2 separate regions of the Mus musculus genome follow, and region 2 is linked to region 1. Evidence: chromatin contacts called from public Hi-C data. All regions are on one chromosome and are shown on one strand. Each heading gives the region's core, a stretch centred on a gene start, on an enhancer-like site or on the middle of the called end of the contact. The rest is flanking DNA. Distances are from core to core; before and after follow the strand shown. Region 1 has its middle 11 kb from the start of Tank. Region 2 has its middle 13 kb from the start of Gm13561.

The links. A called contact is a pair of places that touch in the nucleus more often than the background predicts.
Region 2: a contact with region 1 is called in a Hi-C map of B cells, with 14 read pairs. The contact joins two enhancer-like sites. A contact is called at or near these places in 4 of 39 promoter capture datasets (embryonic stem cells, liver and pre-B cells), 1 of 484 Hi-C or Micro-C datasets (B cells) and 2 of 9 other capture datasets (embryonic stem cells and liver).

Annotation. Positions count from the first base shown.
Region 1 is chr2:61,579,527-61,584,099 of GRCm38.p6, reverse strand. It overlaps a transcript of Tank not described here. Among named protein-coding and RNA genes, the nearest start is that of Tank, 11 kb to the left of the region's middle. Within about 2 kb of position 1,354, at least 21 of the 459 cell types and tissues checked have an H3K27ac peak or open chromatin away from gene starts, as enhancers often do. A contact at or near this core is called in B cells, where this site is marked.
Region 2 is chr2:62,439,856-62,444,117 of GRCm38.p6, reverse strand. No RefSeq gene overlaps it. Among named protein-coding and RNA genes, the nearest start is that of Gm13561, 13 kb to the left of the region's middle. Within about 2 kb of position 2,872, at least 112 of the 459 cell types and tissues checked have an H3K27ac peak or open chromatin away from gene starts, as enhancers often do. A contact at or near this core is called in B cells, where this site is marked.

The DNA of each region.
Region 1 (4,573 bases), core at 105-2,604:
AAAGGCACTCATCAATGAAAGTGAAAGATGTGGACTGGAGAGATGGCTCGGCATATAAAGAGTTTGCCATGCGAGTATGAGGCTCAAAGTTTGAATCCTCAGAGCTGTATAGTCCAGATGCTGTAGCACATGTCTATAATATCAACATCTTTATGGGGAGATGGGAGACAGAGAGAGACGAATCCCTGGAAACCAGGGGCCCTGTAACTTGGCCTATGCAGTGGGAAAGAAACAAAACTAAGAGCACCTTTCTCAAAGATGGAAGAAGCTGAGAACCACTGGCATGTGAGGGTGACCTCTGACCTCCACAGGTGCACCATGATGTACATGCACGTGAATTCACACATGGAAATGCTTACACACACCCAAGCATATATATGCTGTACAAAAACACACAAAGATAAAATAATAACGATAAAAGATGAAAAAATATTTCTGAGTTCAGTAATCAAAAGAGAGATGGGTGACTGTACTAATATTAGACAGAATATGTGTTGAATAAAAAACCCTCCATAGGAGACAAACAATAAGAATACACATACAACCGGGTGATGGTGGTGCATGCCTTTAATCCCAGCACTTGGGAGGCAAAGGCAGGCTGATTTCTGAGTTCGAGGCCAGCCTGGTCTACAGAGTGAGTTTCAGGACAGCCAACGCTATACAGAGAAACCCTGTCTCAAAAAAACCAAACCAAACCAAACCAAACCAAACCAACCAAACAAACAAATAAACAACAAAAAACAACAACAACAACAAAAAAAAAACCTATACATATACATTTATAAAAACATTCACCAAGAAGATATAACAATTATACATATAAACAGAAAAGAGAGCCCTAAAGAAATTTGAAAAGCACATTTACACAACTGAAAAGGGAAATAGACTACAACAATCCTTGGAGATTTCATTACGCCACATTTGATGACAAGCAGAAAAACAGAGCATAGGGAAATGGCAACTGAAACAGTACTGTGAGCCAACTGGGCCAACCCCGAGTCAACCGAGCACTGTGCCAAAAGGAAGCAGAACACACTCTCCTCAAGTGGACAAGGACTCTTCTCCAGGATAGACCCAATGCTGCCCCTTCCAAAGTCTCACTGTATTTCAGAAAACCGAAGTCATATGAAATACTTTCTTCAACTAAGATAGAAAGAAGATGGAAGTCAATAATCCAAGGAAAACTGGAAAAGACACAGATCTGTGAAGATGAACACATTCTAAAGCAACCAGTGAGCCAGAAAAGAAATCACAAAACAAAGAAGATTTTCTTAGAGGTTAGTGAAAGCAACATTGCAACACATGAAAGGCCAGGTAGCTTTAAAAAGGCGCTCAGTGAACCATGAATACAAGTTAACATCCTCATTAAGAAGAAAACCAGAGGGGGATGAGATAGCTCAGTGTCTATAAAGACACTCATCACTAAGTCTGACCACAGATAAGGTGGGAGGAAAAAGCAGACATGCTCTAGGTATGTCTGATCATCACACCCAGTAAATATATAAATGTGATCTAGACAAAAAAGAAAGAAAGAAAGAAAGAAAGAAAGAAAGAAAGAAAGAAAGAAAGAAAGAAAGAAAGAAAGGAAGAGAGAAAGAAAGAAAGAAAGAAAGAAAAGAAGAAAAGAAGAAAAGAGAAGAGAAGAGAAGAGAAGAGAAGAGAAGAGAAGAGAAGAGAAGAGAAGAGAAGAGAAGAGAAGAGAAGAGAAGAGAAGAGAAAGGAAAGGAAAACTTTCGGATGGGGAGCTAGCTCTGCTGATAAAGCACTTCCTTACAAGCCTGGGAACCCAAGTTGATCTCCAGAGCTCATGTAAACAAATAAGAAGGCATGGTGATGGGGCTCTTGTAATTCCATTGCTAGAGAATCAGAATAAGGTGAGACCCTGTATACTCCAAAGAACTAGAAAAAGACAAACGAGTTATCAGGGGAAAGGGCCTAACAGGCACTACAGGAGAGATAAGCCAAATAAATAATAAAAACTTCTAAAGACTTAATAAAATAAAAAGATCTAGATTTGTTATATCTATGCTAACGTCAATAGCAGTGACACTGGGTTAAAGGCAGGAAGTAGGATGACATACAAGATATATATATATATATACATATATATATGCATATATACACACACACACATATATATATACAATGTATATATTGTCTATAGTACATATAATACCTATATTATCTATAATAGTTCTTGCTTAATTTTTTTAATCTAAAATGGTTCTAAACAAAGTTTACTGGCCTAAATAGCTTCCAGGTTAAAGAGAAAATAAAACTGCAGTTAAAACCGGTAAAGTTGCATCCTGAGCTTGTATGCGGTCCTGGGGGTCGGTCCTCAGCACTCCCCACTCCCACCCATGCACCCAAAGCCAAACCAAACAGCCCTGCTGAAACTATGGAGCTATGTTACTGTAATAGTGACATATAAACATTTATCAGTTGTAGTTAAAGTGGCCCTAAAAGTTCTATAGTCTTAAATATTATTAGGAAACAGTAAAGGGTTGAAAATATATAAACTTAAACACTCAAATCAGCAACTGAGAAGAGTAAAATAATCTTTAAAATATCTCTCAAATATTAGCAAAGATAAAACCAAAAGATATTTTGTATACAGCTAAGTATAAAATGTCACATCCAAGGGGTTAGTTCCGTGATATCCACCAATCAAGAAAAAGAGAGAGAGAGAGAGAATACAAATATAAAACAGTGAGCACCAGAAAGGATTATCTATGCAGTTATAGAAATGATTTTTAAAAGTATAGGATATCATGTGCGTCTATATGTTTAAAAAAATTGAACAGAAGAATTGTTTTAAAATTGTTTTCAAACAAAACCTAAGCTATGTTTAAAAAAAATCATTAAATTTATATCAATCAACAACAATAGAAGATATTGGGAAAATATTTTAAAGAACTATCTGTAGACAGGGATGCCAAGGTCGAGGCTTTGGATTGATTCCTTAAACATGTCAGGGAACAGACCACGTACATGATACGTGTTAGCATTTAGAATGTCTTGGCCTTTTCCTCATTTTCCTTTCCGAAACTAAACCTTGGTAGACAAACTCGTTACTGATAGGTGCCCTAAAATGAAAATCTAAATGAATTTGCCTTCTGTGTATGAGTGCAAAAATTCTCAGCAAACCACAAACGTTTGCTTTTCAGTATATGTTTTCTTAATGCAAACTGGATTGGTGATAACTGATTTGGACACACATTTTGCAGACCCTCGTTGGATGTAACTTTCGAAAGCTGTTTGCAGGGAGCGTGCGTAGGAACAGCTGCTTTGTTTGTAAGTCTGGTTGCTCGGCCTGGATAGGGTTGCTTGGCTTCCAACACACTGTTTTCATTCTTTCCTGTTAGTTTGAGCTGTGAACCGAATTGTGAAGTCAAAATGATAGGAGAGAGGCGTCTAAGCATGTGGATTGAAGAGAAAAAGGAAATGTGTAGGCTTGGTTTGGTTTGATCAACCAAATGTATTATTTTAATCTGAGAAACATCAATATATACAGTTTCTAATTATAAAATCAGCTCTGTCAGAGAAACACAACAGCAACCTGATTTCTTCGAAGTCTTTTAAAAAAGCAGATAGCTGCCTCATGTGAATGCTAAAGTCACACAGTTGTCTCTAATGTGATCAAAGACATTAAATATTATTCAACATGAAGCCTCGAAATTGTTTATTAACTGTACCCTTAATAAATCAGGATATTGTTAATTATTTGGTTTTCTTTTTTATCATAAAAGCATTTACCTCAAACCAACAGCCAATCTCACTCTTCATATTAACCACTGGGAAAATTCCCCTGACATCAGAAATATAACAATCTACTGCTTTCTCCTGTGTTAAGAAGCCCTGATCCAAAAACTCTAGCTGGTCTAGAAGACGAGAAAGACGTATTTTTTTTTTAAATCTAAAATGGCAGGTAAATTATGTAATTTAGAAAAAAGTAAGAGAACAATAAAATGACTACATAAAATTATAAAATCCAGATGTTAGCAGCAGTTAAAACATACCAGAAAGAAGGTTCTCACCCAGATAATTCCCCTACTGCACACATGAGGACACAAAGCAAACTGGCCGGGAATATGTCCTACAATTAGAGCTATAATGTATCATGCAAAGGACTCCATATGTTTACTGGAGCCTCAATGCATAGAAAGACAGAATGTTCACAGACAGGAATATTTTCTATGGCATGGACGGCCCATTCTCTCAAGTTAGTGTGTACATTTTTAAAATTCCAGCCAGAATCCCCACCCCTCCCAGGGGAATTTCACAGTTGTTTTGAGTCATCTTGGTAGCCATAAATCACAAATGTTTAAGAGAAATAACTGGACATTACTCTAGGACCCCAGTTGGCTTCTGGGCATACACTTGGGCACATTAGGTTGATATATAGTTCCACATCCCCAGAGGCAGACTAGCATCTCTTGCTATGCACATACGGTACTGTAATCCCAGAGGTGGCAGAGGGTGAGTGAGGAGGGAGACGGTCTACAGGAATCATGTGATTATTCTGTAACTTGGATGAAGTCATTTTCTCTCTTCCCCATTCTCCTCCAGCTTG
Region 2 (4,262 bases), core at 1,623-4,122, 860 kb before region 1:
ACCTAAAATCACTGTTGGAAGGAATAATAGTGTGTGGTCTAAAAGAAATGGTCCCTCCCAGACTCCTGTGTTTGAATGCTTTGCCCATAGGGAATAGCACATTAGGAGATGTGGCCTTGTTGGAGGATGTGTGTCACTGTGGAAGTTGGCTTTGAGGTCTCCGATGTTCAAGCTAACTATGCCCAATGTGACACACAGTCTCTTTCTGCTACCTGCAGATCAATATGTAGAACTCTCAGCTCCTTCTCTAGCATTATATCTGCTTGCACGTTGCCATGTTTCCCACTATGACAATAATGAACTTAACTTCTGAAAGTGTAGGCCAGCCCCAATTAAACGTTTCCCTTTATAAGAGTTGCTGTGGTCATGGTATCTCTTCACCGCAAGGGAACCTTAACTAAGACAAGTAGTCTTATATAACCAAATACTAGGCAGCAGTTTAAGAACAACAACAACAAACCAAACAAACCCTCTGCTTCAAAAGGCCTTTTAAAGTGTAAAGGGTTTAGTCAGAACACAGAGGACAAACCAAAATACTGTATGTTTATAGCCAATACTGTTTTTCTTAAACACACACATATGAATATACATGTTCATATTCATACAAACTCATGTACACAAGACTAGAAAGAACCTTATTAATATGACCAAAATTGTTTTTTCTTCTTTATGCCTTTCCAGATTTACTGTAATCAACATGCATCGTCTTATTATTTTGCCTCTTGCCTATATAATGAACACCCCTGCAAGGGAAATGAGAAGCTAATCTGTATACTCATGTCTGCCCCTCCCCCCACATACACACACTGGCAATGCTCTGACATAGGTAATTTTTAACATTTCTAACAAAGTTGTATGACCAGCAACGTTTCATCCCTGCAATAGCCCTGGAACACCAACATTTATTTTTGTGGTTTGGCTTTGCTTAGTTTTTGAGACAAGGTCTCACAGGGTAGCCTGGCAGACCTAGAAGTCACTATGTAGGGGAGGCTGACTTTGAACTAACTGAGATCCACATGTTTCTACATGCCAAATGCTGAGATGAAAGACCTATGTTCTGATAGCTCACTTAGCACTAAAAATTGTCCTAGTCTCCTCAGATGTTAAAACAAAGAAAGGTGAAAGAGTAAATATGACTAAACTCTTTATCACGCCTTATTTGAAAGTGAGAGTTTAGGCCGTCCATTGGAAAATGCAATATTTTTAAGCAGTGGCAGGCATAAAATGCTTTCCTGTTTTACAAGTACATTAAATGGGAAGAGAAAGTACTTCACCAGGAAGAGTGTAGAGTAGGGGCCAGAAATAGATGTTTAATGACCTCTGTAGTAACAGGAGGAACAATGAACATGGGCCCTGTGGCTGAACCTCATTTCTATGTCATAGACAATAGAATATAGTATAGATCACGACCTTAACTCAAGCCATTCACTTTGCTTTTCAGGTGGAGTTTAAAGTATTTAACCATATAGTTCACAATACTGCCTTTTAATCCCTCTCCCTTTCTTGAGATGTCTGGTATTCGTTCACTCGGCAGCGGCGTCCTTTCTTCTTTTCTTCTCCAGAAATACTCTTCTTAACAGGACACACACCTGGAATAAGGCAGAACACTGCCCCGCTGAAGCCATGGAAGTCGACGGCCAGCAATGATTTTAAGTGGAGGTACTGGAGTCACTCCCGGGAAACATCTAAAAAACGGCATCAGCAGTTTCTTTCTCTGTTCCTTCGTACAGCAATAATGTAGATGATTTGACTAGAGCTGAAACACCTATTTTGGTCCCCGAGAGACGGCACCAATAGTGATGGAAGAAAGCGAGGGGCTCATACCAAATGCTGTTGGCCATGCAACTTCCTTCGCAGTTATTAACACTGCCTATGCCCGCTCATCCTGCGCGTGCGCATGTGCATGCATGTGTTTTGAAAACAATGCTCTGTGTTGAGTCAGGGACTGTTATTCAGATATTGTTCTACAGCTAGAAGCCAAATATAATCTCACCTGATTAAAATACAAGTCTCTCTTGTGTTATATGCCTCAAGCGTTTCTGTTTCTAAAATTCCTGGAAAACCTCTCTGCTTGTACGCTCTAAAGCAGTGGTCTGAACCTTCCTAATGCTGTGACCTTTTTATAGTTTCTCATGTGGTGGTGACCCCCAACCATAAGATGATTCCTTTGCTACTTCATAACTGTAATTCTGCCACTGTTATCCCCCCCCCCTCTTCCCTCCCTATCCTTGACCTCTAGCTTCTATTTCTCATTGTCTAAACTCTAAAGTACCCCCCCCCCCTTACAACGTGTGTGCCATAGCAGAACCTCTTTGGAAACTAAGAGAAGTAGTCAATATCCTTTAGGACGAAAAGGGCAAGGGAGAAAAACCCAATTGGAAAGCTCATGTGCTATCGTTTTTCTATGTAGCCTAACTCACAGTTTTCACAAGCCTTGAATCCAGGGCAGGAGTTTAGTATGACAGTGATCCTTCTTGCTTGGCAGGTCAGCATTAAGGAAGAATTCTCTTGAATTTGATCCCCTTGACTATTCCAGAGTACTAGATAGCCAGGCACTGCCTTAAAAGAGAGCCTGTTAGTTGAGACTGTTATTTTAGGGAACTGAAAGCAAGAAATGGTCTCTAGCTAAGCCTCTTGGAGATATTCTGCCATGGTTTCTGGGTGGGGCACAGCAGTAAGAGGCTCAGTAGAGACGATGTTGAGAGGAGGACCAGATGTGTGTGCACTTGATGAGCGTTGGCTGAGGACTGTGCAGTAGCCTGTAGCTCTGCCCTCTGTGGATCAGAGAACTGGAAAGCTCTGAGCACATGGCTAAAGGATGGCTTGGCCTCACAGGCTGCCTGCAGGCTGGGTGGAGCTTGCTGCTGGGAGGAGTACCTGCTGCTGGGTGGAGCTTGCTGCTGGCTGTACTACTCCCAGAAGATCAGCTGTTTCCTGTAGGTTTGTCTCTCCCAAGGTGGTTTCCTGCTCAACAGGATGTGAAAGCGGAGAGACCAGCAAGCACAGTATGATTCCTTCCGGTCAGTATCCCCACCACTGATCCTAGAGCTTTGTCCGCATCCTCGATCCTCCACTACACTCCGGGAACACCGAAGCTCACAGATAGAGGCTTCCGTATTAACTCACAACTTGCTGAGAGCTCAGAGCTGATTAGGACCAACAGCAAAAGCGGGAGGGGGTGGGGGTGGGGATAGAGGTGGGGGTTGGGGGGGAAGGACAACGAAATCTGAAGGCAGATTTAGCTCTGATGGTGGCAACAAACTTTGGCCAAGTCCTTAGCCGACTGTATAACCAATTGTTAAGGCACGATAGACACAAGCCCAAAACTCACGCTACACACATCCCAACCCAGATTACCAGAAACTTCTCCAAGTCTGTTCCTAGAACAAAACAAAAACAAAAACAAAACAAGCAAAAAACAAAACAAAACTGCTTTAAAAACCCCAATCTATTAGCATTATTTTTATTTTATTTTCTCATTTTTACCTTTGATGTTCGCATTTTAATTCCTCTTTTTATTTCTACTTAATTTTATTTGCATGTTTTTCTTTAGTTTGGAATCTTTTATTTTGTTTTCTTTGTTCGTTTTTTTTTTCCTCTTGTATTTCTTTATTTTACTGTTATTACCTTTACTAATGACCGCTTTTCATAGTGGTTTTTTTTTTCCTATTACTTTTTCTGCTTCCTTTTCTATGATTACTGAAGGTGAACTAGAGTGTTGATTGGTTTTTATTGTGTTTCTCTATCGGGTTTGTTTGATGGTGTTGCTGTTACAGTAGCTTGCTTTCGTCCCTGAGTGTTGTTATAGATTGGGTTTTTTGGCTGCTCACCAAAAAATTCAGTGTAAGGTGTTTCCAGGAGACTGAACCAGGCAGAAGACTCTGAGAGTACTGGGAATCGATGATAAGATTAAGAATTTTATAGTCAAGAAACAATACAGAAAAATTTCAGTCAAGACCTTTGGAGCATAACTAGGGGCTTCAAATCTCTTAGATGTGAGGGGTAGGGGATGGATGTGGAAGAAAAAAATGCTAGGAAACTCAATCAGTGACATAATAGCAGAAAATTTTCCACATCTAGGGAAGGAAATGGATGTCCAAATGTAGGACTCTAGATCCCCAAATACACATAGCTAGAAAAGAATCTCTCCATATCACATCATGCCTAAAGTATAAAGCTACAGAAGGCAGAAAGAAAACTGGGAATATTTCCTCAGATTAGCTGCTGAATTCTTCCAGAAGTAAATGAAAAATGCCACATCC